Regions from separate parts of the Mus musculus genome. Here region 2 is linked to region 1. Evidence: chromatin contacts called from public HiChIP or PLAC-seq data. All regions are on one chromosome and are shown on one strand. Each heading gives the region's core, a stretch centred on a gene start, on an enhancer-like site or on the middle of the called end of the contact. The rest is flanking DNA. Distances are from core to core; before and after follow the strand shown.

Region 1 (5,900 bases), core at 762-3,261:
TAGCCGCGAACCTGCACCACCCAAATATAAGCCAGACCTGGTTCAAGCATTCATGGTAAGAAAACAAACGAAATATCTCACAATTAACTTTTACTAGAGCCAACCTACTGAAATAGTATTTCACACATAATCATTTGAGTAAAACAACATTACTAATATTAATTTAACTCACTTCTTTTGCTCTTTTTTACTCCGCCACTGCCCATCCCCAGCCCATTTCAGTCTCTGGGAGATTTTTGACCAAGTCGTTCCCCACCCCTCCCCAGTTAGAATCTCACTCTATTGTACAAGCAGGCCTTAAACTTAGAAACTTCCCACTTCAACCTCCCAGGTAGGAAGGCCTGCACCACCACACCTAGCTAGGAATGTTCAGACTGCATGCAATTCAAAATATGTTGATATTGGATAGATCCACTTCTAAAGAAGCAAATCAGGGAGAGAAAGCTTGGCAGTTAGAACACTGGCTGTTCTTCCAAAGAACCAGGATGGGATTCCCAGCACCCACAAGCCATCTGTAACTCCAGTTCCAGAGCATGTGTGTGTCTCCCTCTTCTGGACTCTCTGTGTTCCACAGTCACATAGTGTATAATAATATCTATGTAAGCAAAACACTCAAACACATGAAAAAAAATTTTTTTAAAAGTAAGCCAATTCATTCTAGCTTTCACTACACAACCACGCTGTTTGTTTGTACATGCATGCCTTTGGTAGTTTGTAAAGCCTATGGGTCCTATGGGTACTGCTCAGAATTTATAAATAAGTAAAATAAAATGTGTAAAAGAACAAAGGAAAGCAATTATACTGAAATACGGCTTTTTAAAGTACTTGTAAAATAAATTTACAATACAGAAATGTGTTTTCTTAATAAAATCCCTGAGGGATCATAAGACTGAACTTGGTGAGTATTGCCATCTCTTGGGGGGGGGGGGTAGACGCAGAAGGCCTCTTGGCATGGTGGTATACGCCTGTAATCCCAGCATTTGAGAAGGAGAAGGATCAGTTCAAGGCCACCCTCTGCTACTGCTACAACCTAAGTCTGAGATTAGCCTGAGCTACGTGTCAGCCTGCTTTATGACTGTTTAAGGTATAAATAATACTACAAGGTATTTAAAAATCTCGGAGTCCTGCTGATGACCTGGCAGAGCGCCCTGATTATCCCATTCTGCCTGTACTCAGAGCTGAGAGGAAACTCAAGTTCACCTGCACCACACCTGCACCATAGTGAAGCTATGGATACCATGTTTTCTTCCCAAATCGATGGCTCCCCTAATTTCTACCCACAGGCCTCCTGCGGCCCCATGATCTCCAGGCCAGGCTTGCTTCTTTACTACCTGGAGATTCTGTCAAGGGGTCTCTATCGCTGGGGCCCAATCCGGTGACTACGATATTGATGATTCGCAGCACTTGCATTTGACCACAGCCAAACCAAGATAAGGAAAGAGCTTGCGCTGGCTGTGTTCCCCCGCCCCTGCCTCAAACTTCTGTGTTCTGCCAAACGAACAGGAAGAACTTTGGGAGCAGTAAATTTGAGAGAAATAAAATTCTGTAGCAATAAGCAATTATTTAAACCCATGTGAGCAACGTGTATGCTAGAATATTTAGTAAGCAAGAAGACCACATAAATATCAACGGCACTGTGTATAATTCTCACTGTTGGTTTCCATCTGCAATCTCTTGTGGAATACTGCGTGCCAGGTGCCGTGCTGAGGAATGCAAATATCACCTCTTTAATCCTACCTTCAGCGTTGCACACCTTCAGTCATTCCCTTTTCATAGACCAAACAACTAAGGCTCAGAGAAAGGTTAAGTACAAGGTCACAAGACTGGGATTCCAGCAGAACCAGGCTGCCTGGGATTTTCTCAAGAAGCAGGTAACACCTAGTAAGAACATAAACCCTCAGACGACTCCTTCCTGCTTCCAAACTGCCCACGGGAGGGATGGAAGGCTTCCCTCACACCCACCCCCTCACCTAGTCACAGCCTAGCCAATTAAAGAGAGCAGTGTTCTTTGTGAGCAAAGATTAACTTTCTATGGCATTTTTTTCCCACCTTATCTAGAGTTATGTTCCCAGAGACTCTCAGGCCAGTGATAAGCCGAGTTTCGACTTTACCACACCAGAGTAAGAGAGATTGCACACATATCTGGGACTTAAGCAGGAGGTTAAAAAAAAACAACACAGAAACCTCAGTCCCTCTGCTTCCTGTCACTATTGACACTGAGTTGCCAGGGGAGAGCAAACCCTGGCTGAGTTACAGATTCAGCAGTAAGGTGTCTGCAGGGGAACCAGCCCTACAGGTGTATCCAGGGAGGCAGGTGAACCAGCCACATTCCTCTCCCAACCAGGAACAGGCGAAGTTTTGTCTCTGCTGTGCAAGACTCACGGGGCCTGATAAGCCTCATTTAGACAAGGACCTCACAACACAGGAGCACTTGAGCTAGCAGTGTCTACGACAAGGAAAGGAAAATAAGACGACTGTCAAGTGCCAGCTATGGAAACAGAGAGGAGAAAAATGTCACAATAGCATCCATCTCGAGAGACAACCCTGGTTAGGGTGATGGCCAATGCACATTTGTGACTTTGCAGACATGCTGCTCTTTTTAAAAGTGGACGACTTTAAAAGTTTCGCCTTGGCTGTGGGACATAGCATCCCTCTCTGAGGTGACATATCCCAATGGTAGGTGTAATATTAAATGAGTTCATTTCCTCCACCACCATTCAACCTCAGCCACCACTCTCCAGCCCAAAGCAAGGGGCAGAAAGTCAGGCCTGTTAGGCCTGGATCATTTTCAGATTAACAACCTTGTGGAAATAACCCTAAAAGAAAATATTTTTCAAGATTTTAGGTAATAACATTTTGGGAGCAAAATGAAATTTGAGTTTGCATTCATGTTTCAGAAAACCTCCGAAGGCCTTTGTTTGCCACAGTTTTCCTCAGAAGCTAGTTGGGAGTGGGGGTTTTGTGGGTGGGGGGTGCGACACACAGGCCCAAGCTCAGTGTGGCCTAGCTTTCTTTTAGAGTGATCTTGACTGATCTCGGGCCACGGGGCAGAGCTACAGATCCTAACAGTCCATCACAAAACAAAGTAGGATGCACATGCTGTAGGTGGTACACACCAGACCGGTTGCTTCCAATCACATAGGAAGTGATGCTGAAAGAACGATGGTTATCTCCAGGGAGAAGGAGTGGGTTTGTGTGACAGGATGGACGGTGTGCAGGAGGTGTGTTATATGTAAGGACACAGACTCTAGACTAAAGCACTCCTCATTTAAATGCCAACCCTATTACACAGTAACTGAGTGATCATAGCCAAGTCCCTTTAACAGGAGCCGTCTTGGTTTCCTCACCACTGAGTAGACTTCGCAACCCTCAGGGCAGTGCTGAGGGCAGAAAGAACTGAGGACGCCCACGGATTCAGAATAGAAACTGACACAGAGCACATGCTAGGCACAGCCAGTTGCGCCTATTCTTGAAATTCATGTGGTTGTCATTTTCTGTCAGAACCTCCACAACAAATGAAATAATCATTGTCTCCATTGAGAGACAAAGAATTGAAACTTAAAGGTATGATGAAGTTTGCTCAAAATCAAGCAGTAAAAAGTTATATAAAGGGATCCTTTCCTGTTGTATGAATTCAGACACCAGTGTATCTATCATTCGTCCGTCCATCCATCCATCCATCCCTGGTGTGTTCCCTCTCCCTCCACTTCTCTTCCCCTATATTTTTGAAAGAAAGATGTGAGAGACACAGAAAGACACAGGCATAAAAATAGAAAGGGGGAATATGAATTTTAAAAAAGGAGAAAATGAAATTATCTTAAACAATCTTTTTAACTGATTAAAAAAAATGAAACTAAAACTTAATTACAAATGGAATTCTCTAAGTCAAACTCTACGTGAAGATATCATGAGGGCACTCCTTCCTGCTCTCCTAACCAGACTTCTGGCATGTTCTGCTTCTCAAGTAAAAATGAGTAGGGAAATGCTCAGGTGAAGGTACCAAGTGCCTGCTACCTTGCACAAGTTTTCCACTGTCTGTCTTCTCTGAGACCCAGAAGCAGAGTACAATAACCTGGGTGTCAGGGAGGAAAGGCCCTCTCTTTCCCCATCAAATGCCCCTCAATTTCTCTCCAAAGAAAGTAACTGTTTTTCTTATTTTTCTTGAGATCACCATTTTTTTAGTTCAGGCATTGCAAGGTCACCTTTCAAACACCAGCATGACAATGGAGCTTTACTGTGCCTCCCTAAGTCACTAGGCAATTGTAGGAAAGGGGAAAAGGACAGCAGCAAGCCTGGAGCTGCCAGTCACAATATTTATGCAGGCGGCAGGGGCTTTGTTTTGCTTTCAGTGGAGGATGCAAAGACCTGACAAAGGAAAAATAAAACTCCTCAAAATACAGCCAGGCGCCACTTCCTTCTCTGCTGTCCTGTGTCAAATGCAGACGCATCCACAGCGCCCCGGGGCTCAAGATGTCCTTCAACACACACACACACACACACACACACACACACACACACACACACACAAGCTCACATGGCAGCTCCAGAATGGATGCAAGGGTTCTGGTGTTGGATACTCTCCGTGAAATAACCGTTTCCGTGAAAATTAAAATGAAACAAACAAATACTGGAGTATTCCAAAGCAGTGAAACGGGCACTTCTGCACTTAGATCAAGCATATCAGCCCTCCGTTAAAATGAACAAGGCCAGCAACAAAGGAAGCACTCACTTGTACCCACTCTTGAGGAATTTTAAATGATTCCCATTTTGCTAAAAGGACTACTGAGGCTCACAGAGGTTAAAATGTGTCAAGATCATATAACTTAGCCCTTGGCATTTGGACCATAGTGTGCCAGACTCCAAAGGCTGAGATCCTAACACTAACATTACAGCCTCAAATAATCACCTCATGGGCATCGTTCAGTGGGAGGCCTTAGGTAAATTCAAACTCCTTAAACTCCAAACCTCAATCAGCCTCTCAGTCCATCTCTCTCTTGCTCTCTGTGTGCATGCTTCCTCGAGTACACTAGGTTCAAGCCATGGCTGTGGACATGCGAAGCAAGCTACCACTGAGCTCTGTCCGCAGCCTCCTCACTTCTCTCAGTGTGACACATCAATTCAAAGGCTTATAAGCACCCTTCTCTTTAAATGGATAAAAGTAAATAATGTCCAGGGCCAGAGACAGAGTGCTGGCCTACTATGTGCCAGGCCCTGAATCCAATCTGTAGGCCTACCCAAAAAACCCACCTGTTTTTAAAAAAACAAATTACAATAAGGATGCTGAACAGTGAAAATGAAGATGCTGCTGGTGGACCATGAGGTAGAACCACAATGAAGCATACTTCGCATGCTTTGGAACTATCTACTGAAGTTAGAGAAATGCACAGTATATAATCAGGTAGACCCCAGAGAAATAAACACACAGGTATATGCCAACACCATACCCTTCTTTCTAACAGTCCCAAACCATACAACACAATGTCACCAAACTAGAATGCATGGGGCTGGAGATGACTCAGTCAGTGAAGTGCCTGCCACACAAGCACGAGGACCTGAGCTTGGACATGCACGCATGCAAAAGGCCAGGTACAGCTGCAGACATCCACAATGGCAGCAAGAAGACCCCTGGGGCAACCATCAAGAGACCCTGTCTCACAAAAGAGAGCAACTGAGGAACATACCAAACATCAACTTCTGCCTACCACACCCAGGTACACGTGTGTGCACACACACAACGTAGAGCACATAAAGAAATATAAACATACGTATGCTACAATTATCAACAAAAATAAGAGACTCATCTGAGCCTACATGCTACAGTGATCCTCAACAACACAGCAAGAAGTAAAAATCAGGAATAAAAGATTCCATACCAAATTCATCTGTTCATATAAACTTTC
Region 2 (6,493 bases), core at 2,797-5,296, 200 kb after region 1:
AAGACAAGGGAATTGTTGAATGGCAAGAGGATAAATCCTAAATTGGCTTGGGGATTTAGAGCTTGATCTCAATCTAATAGATGCTATTAGCCATTCATCCTTCTCATGGAATTGTAATGATAAGAAAAAAAATCAATTCGAATTCACTTACATACACACATGCAAAGGTAATTCATCATTTAGCCCACTCCTCTGGGAAGTCCAGAGCTTCGGATGTAGATAGTTTTAGGTGTTCTGGTCAGAGCCTGGGTTCTGGCCAACCTCACAATCTAGGCTCAGCCACCTGTCCTCCCGTGCTAATTATGGTAATTAAAGAGACAAGTCACGGTCAAGAGCTATGAAAGGAGATTTGCTCAGTGTGGATAAAGAGATGCTGTGGATCCTTGTTCCCTGGATGATCTTCCTTCAGGTTTCTGACTTAAGGTTTAGATTTAAACAGAGAGCAAAGGGCCTGCATAACTAGGCAGCCCTGATCAAGGTGTGACCCCGCCCATTATTGACCCATCATTTCATCAGCTCTAATCAGTCCTGTGAGCTGGTCTGACAAAGTTGCGAGAGCTGCATAAAATTTCTTTCAGAGAAGCTCAGCCTCCCGGTAGGCCCTGCCCCACCCCCCAGCATGAGACCTAATTTCTTGGGGTTAGCTGTCTGCGAAAGAGCAGCATTCACATTTCTCTTTAGAAATTTCTAAAACCATTGGGAAACACAGATGTTTACATTATGATTCATAACAGGGGCAAAATTATAGTTAGGAAGTAGCAACAAAAATAATGTTAAGGTCAGGGGGTCCCCACAACATGAAGAACTGTATGAAATGTTCCAGCATTAGGAAAGTTGAGAACGGCTGCCAGGAAAGACTCACTAAGGAGAAATTCCTCCTGGCCAAGAGACTAAATCTCTGGCCTGCTTTGAGACTTGATGTTCCAGCTAGGTGGATCAACTATCTGATGTAGGCCTTACTCCTCTGAAAATAGGAATTGCTCCTAGGAAAGTGGGTTTACCTTAAACCATGCTAAATAGGCAGGCAGAATAATCGTCCCTTTCATGAGATGCCATACTTTTCTTTCCCAGAATGTTTTACAGAATGCAGCCATGCTGCTCTGAGTCTGCCCACTGAGGTACTCAGAAAACTAGTGACTTTTCTGTCTCAATTCTAAGCTGTTTTCCCCTAACACTTTGTGTGGGGCTCCTGACATTTTCTCTAATGCTTCCTTTTCCAATATATGGCTCCTGCTATCGTCTGTCTGATCTCCATCCTTGACTTAAAAAAAATAGAGAAAGAGAAAAGAAAAGGAAGAGGAAGAGGAAGAGGAAGAGGAGGAAGAGGAAGAGGAAGAGGAAGAGGAAGAGGAAGAGGAAGAAGAAGAAGAAGAAGAAGAAGAAGAAGAAGAAGAAGAAGAAGAAGAAGCAGCAGAAGCAGAAGAAGAAGCAGAGGAAGAAGGAGAGTGCTAGGCTTGACATGATGATGAACTAGCTATGGCATCTCAATGGAGGAAATGATAACAGAATGGCTTTTGAAAGAGTGTTAGAAATGTGTTCTTTTAAGCTTGATTGCTCATTTGTTCTGGGTGTGTGCATGCCACACTACACATGTGGAGGTTAGAGGACAGTTTGTAGGAGTTGATTCTCTTCTTCTTTCCCAAGGTCCTTGGGACTGAACTGAGGCCTTAACCCTCTGAGCCATCTTGCTAGGCCTAGCAAAAGTGTTGCTATGTTCATGCAGAACTCAGAAATCTGGACTTGAATCACAGAGGCCCCAGGGCTGAGCTAACAGCGTCCCAGCATCCTGGAAAGGAGCTGAAGCAGCACACGCTTGTTCAAGGTCCAGTTTCCTTTTTAAAGCATAGATGCCTTGTCACCTATCCTAAATTTAACTCTTTTTAAAACATAAAACTGTGGGTTGATTAAAACTAACTGTCTCAAAGTGAGTAATTCAGTGGCAGCTGGTTTATTCACTGTGTTGTAGTTACCATATCTACCCAGATGTTTTTACTAACAGATATTGAACTCCATTAGCATTAAACAATGCTGCTTCCTTTCCTCTCCCTCTCTTTCTGTAGCTTTCTGTCTGAAAGGGCCTCACGACGTAGCTCAGCCTAGCCTTGAACTCTCTGATTGCCCTGCCTTTGCCTCCCAGGGTGAAGACTACAAGTACCACTTCCCACTCTTGGCTGCTGGGAGCTGGGAGTCTGTACTCTATCTTTACAGACTTACCCACCACATTGGAAGCATCCAATGTGTAACTCTTTTTCCTTTTCCACTTAGCACAATGTTCTCAAGGTTCAGCTGTGTAGTAGCATGTACCAGGCCTTCATTCTAACAGGACACACTGCCTTAGGGCTTTATGGCTGTGAAGAGATATCATGACCGAGGCAACTTTCATAAAAGACAACATTTAATTGGAGCTGGCTTACAGTTTCAGAAGTCCATTATTGTCATGGTGGGAAGCATGCAGCCTTTGGGCAGACATGGTGCTGGAGATGAAGCTGAGAGTTCTACATCTTAACCAGAAGGCAGCCAGGAGAAGGCTGGAATTCCACACTGGGTGGAAGGCAAGCCTAGGAGACCTCAAAGCCCACCCTCACGTTGACGCACCTCCTCCAACAAGACCACACCTACTCCAATAAGGCCACACCTCCTAATAGTGCTACTTTCCATGGGCCAAGCATATCGAAACCACCACACATGCTGTCTCAAAATGTGATGGGTCACCATTTTAGAAAACTGCAAAGGCAATCAAGGTCCCACCCCTGTTCTCTGAAGTAGTTCATAAGAGTTTTCTGATCCTCCTTTGGAGAAAGGAATAAAATCCTCACTGGACGGGCTGGTTTTGTGTGTCAACTTGACATAAGCTGGAGTTATCACAGAGAAAGGAGCCTCCCTTGAGGAAATGCCTCCATGAGATCCAGCTGTAAGACATTTTCTCAATTAGTGATCAAGGGGGAAGGCCCCTTGTGGGTGGGACCATCTCTGGGCTGGTAGTCTTGGGTTCTATATGAAAGCAAGCTGAGCAAGCCAAGGGAAGCAAGCCAGTAAGAAACATCCCTCCATGGCCTCTGCATCAGCTCCTACTTCCTGACCTGCTTAAATTCCAGTCCTGATTTCCTTTGGTGATGAGCAGCAGTGTGGAAGTGTGAGCTGAATAAACCCTTTCCTCCCCAACTTGCTTCTTGGTCATGATGTTTTGTCCAGGAATAGAAACCCTGACTAAGACCATCAAGTGCCGTGAATGAACAATGAAAACAGCTTAAAGTAGGAGTTTATTTCCCTACATTTAGAGGGTGTAGTCCATCTCAGAGAGGAGAGTGTGACCCAGGAGTGGTACATTCAAGCAGGAAGAGGATCCGAAGCAAAGTCCCTCTGTGTGTTCCCGATGGGATCTAGTTATCTGTATTCTATGTCTAAGTGTAATTTGTAACACCATGCTTCTTGAAGAAAGGACCAAAGGTTTAACCAAAAGGTCTAAGCAAAATTGTCATCTGGTCTTTGGCATGAAACCAGTAAAAGTTCACCTTGGTAGCAGTATCAGAATCTAACTCACAGTTCTTTTTTTTTTTTAAGATTTATTTAATTTATATGTATACTTTATATGTATACTGTACATGAGTACACTGTCGCTGTCTTTAGACACAGCAGAAGAGGACATCGATCTCATTACAGATGGTTGTGAGCCACCATGTGGTTGCTGGGATTTGAACTCAGGACCTCAGGAAGAGCAGTCAGTGCTCTTAACTGCTGAGCCATTTCTCCAGCTCCCTAACTCACAGTTCTTAAGGAGGATGATGACACAGCACACTGCTATTCCCCCAAGCACGTCCTAGATTTTGCCTGGTTTATTCTGCTGCAACAGAGATCATACACTATTTGTCGGCATGGTGAATGGAAGGATGGGTGGATGTGGGGTGTAGAAAGAGTTAGGAAGTATTAAGTTAGGAAGTGACACCCTCATCCCAGGCCTGCCAAGTTGGATCTGCAGAGGATGTGAGCTTCTGAGAGCACCATCCTTGGAATAAAGAGGACCAAACAGAGGCTGAGTCAGAATGAGTCATGTGCCACTCAGATATCCCAGATGCCTCTGAGCCGGAGTAGCCCTACACCGTAATCGCTGCTGGCTGCCTAGGTGTCTCTTAGGCCTTTTAAAACTCTAATAGTCATAAGGTTCTGGGAACTGAAAAAAAGGCGTGGATATCTCTAGACTGCATTTACAAGGACCATATAGGTGAAAGAGTCAAGTGTCTGTCTGCATTGACGGCTCCCTTTGCAACTGCAGAAACCCAGGCCAGAGAAGTAGGCTCTATCTCAGCCAACACTTGCAAAGGTGCTGGCTGAGTCAGAGAGATGAGGCCTGCCAGAAGAAATCCCACAGGCATAACGGTAAAATCAATGCCAGTGCTTGAGAAAATTGAATTCATGAGACCAGAGACTATTAGTGAAAGGTGAAAAATCCATATTTTCCATCTCTTCCCAAAGCAGAGTCACCATCAGTGTAAGATGACCAGTGAGCATTGTTGACAGGAGACAGTGAAGACACCAGATTGCATGAATGGTGGGCATTTGGGAGCCTCCCAATGTTTCTGTGTTAGACTTTTCATTATTTTGAAAAAAAAAAAAAAAGACCAGAGAAAATAAACTTTTAAAAAAGATAAAATGTATTTGGGCTCAAGAGATCTCAGCCTATAGTCACTGCTTTTAAGCCTAAGGCAAGGCAGAGGCTGGCAAGGGCATGGTGGAACGGAGCTAGCTGCTCACTGAGTAATGGCCAGGAAATGTTGCCTGGGTCCAGTAATTTCACCTCTAGGGGTACAATGCGAATGTTCCCCAACCACCCTTCTTAATTATGCCTTAGTTCTGAAAGCCAGCAAGATAACAGAAGTGCAGTGCTAGCCCATCATTACTAGCTACAGTATCCAGGCCGTTTGAGTAAGTGCTTCAGGCCAGTTAAGAACACAGAGGGGGCACAGAGAGGCAAGGGGCTGAGAAGGCACTGACTGCCCCACAGTAGACTCCCTGCTCTCTCCCAAGATCCAAGATCTGACCTTTTAAAGTGCAGTGACCTTTTTCTTTCTTTTCAAGAATATTACTTGAAAATTTTCATAGTAAATACAATGTATCTTGATCAAATTCATGCCCACCCCACCCCTCCGGCTCCTCCATACACTCTATCACTGTTTCCTCCCAACCGTAGTAGCTTTAATGTACTCTGTTGAACTAGAATTACTGAAGCTTCTGGCACCAGACTTGCCCTCCAGTGCCTTCTCATTAAATGGTTTAGCTCCTTCCAACTGCAGGGCCTCCAAACGCAGAGTCCTGTTTTACTATTTTTTGTCACTACCCTCTGCCCCTGGTCAGGAGTAGGTAAAAAGAGGAGTTGGGGACAAGATGTTGATTGCTTCTAAAGGTGTATCCCCACTGATCTACTTCTTCCACCTATACATACCCCCTACCAATTCCAAATAATGCCGGAAGATTATAAATCCATAAATCCATTAATGGATTAATCTATAGATGGAGGCAGAGTCCTCATGACACAATTACTCCCCAGAAGTCTCATCTCTGAGACTAGGTAGATGGCTTAGTAAAGTACTTGCAGTGTAAGCATAAAAACCTGAGTCCAAATTCCCTAGCACCCACATTGAAGGAGGAGGAGGAGGAAGAGGAGGAGAACAAGAACAAGAAAAAGAAGCAGCAGCAACAGCAGCAGCAACAGCAACAACAACAGCAGCAACAGCAACAACAACAGCAGCAACAGCTGGGCACAGCAGCCTATACTTAGAATCCCAGAAATAGGAAGGAACAAGAGGGCCCCTGGAACTCGGTGGCAGTTATTCCAGCTGAATAGATGAGCTCCAGGTTCAAGTGAGAGACCCTGTCTCAAAAAGATAGAGATCGACTGAGGAAGACAGCCAACGTTAACGTCAGGCCTTCACACTCTTGTGTACCCACAACACACCCTGTGAATGCATACCACACATACCTAGCTCTCAACACTGCCTCATTAGGAATCAAGCCTTCGACCTGTAAGTCTGTTTGTTGTGTTGTTGTTGTTGTTTGAGACAGAGTTTCATTATATAGCCCTGGCTGTCTTGGAACTTGCTATATAAACCAGTCTGCCCCTGCCTTTCCAATACTGGGATTAAAGTTGTATACCACCATGCTTAGCGTTGTGTGAGCCTTTGGAGGGGACATTTCATACCCAAACCAGGACAGTTTGTACTAGTGTTTCCTAGTTCTTGGTAGATAAACACTTTGTTGTTTTAGGTCATTCTAAGTGACTGGGCCATCCATGTGGACTTAAAGGGTCGTGCCTGTTTCTTCAGTGGCCGTCATACTCATTGCACTTGTTAAACTAACAGTCTGCATGAACAGTGTCTGTGACTGGGTTCAGTCATGTGAGAGATAATTCTGCATAGATCCATGTGCTTTGGCTGTGCTTAAAGCCATTGCTGTGTTAATGTTCATCCGGCCAGCACAATGCATAGCTGCCTTGTTCTTA

What was found. HiChIP or PLAC-seq counts read pairs in DNA pulled down with a chosen protein or histone mark.
Region 2: a contact with region 1 is called in a FOXA1 HiChIP or PLAC-seq map of pancreatic cancer cells. The contact joins two enhancer-like sites. A contact is called at or near these places in 3 of 484 Hi-C or Micro-C datasets (the C10 cell line, the F1.1 cell line and the HL-1 cell line) and 1 of 115 datasets of contacts at active chromatin or transcription factors (pancreatic cancer cells).

What each region holds. Positions count from the first base shown.
Region 1 is chr6:94,201,775-94,207,674 of GRCm38.p6, forward strand. All of the region lies in intron 1 of Magi1 (membrane associated guanylate kinase, WW and PDZ domain containing 1), which reads right to left. The region is part of intron 1 of 4930511A08Rik (RIKEN cDNA 4930511A08 gene); the gene reads right to left. Gm52867 (a long non-coding RNA gene) reads right to left here. Exons shown (of 2, transcript XR_003956333.1): 1 at 1-5,900. Among named protein-coding and RNA genes, the nearest start is that of Gm52867, 23 kb to the right of the region's middle. Within about 2 kb of position 2,012, at least 65 of the 459 cell types and tissues checked have an H3K27ac peak or open chromatin away from gene starts, as enhancers often do. A contact at or near this core is called in pancreatic cancer cells, where this site is marked.
Region 2 is chr6:94,401,560-94,408,052 of GRCm38.p6, forward strand. No RefSeq gene overlaps it. Among named protein-coding and RNA genes, the nearest start is that of Slc25a26, 96 kb to the right of the region's middle. Within about 2 kb of position 4,047, at least 38 of the 459 cell types and tissues checked have an H3K27ac peak or open chromatin away from gene starts, as enhancers often do. A contact at or near this core is called in pancreatic cancer cells, where this site is marked.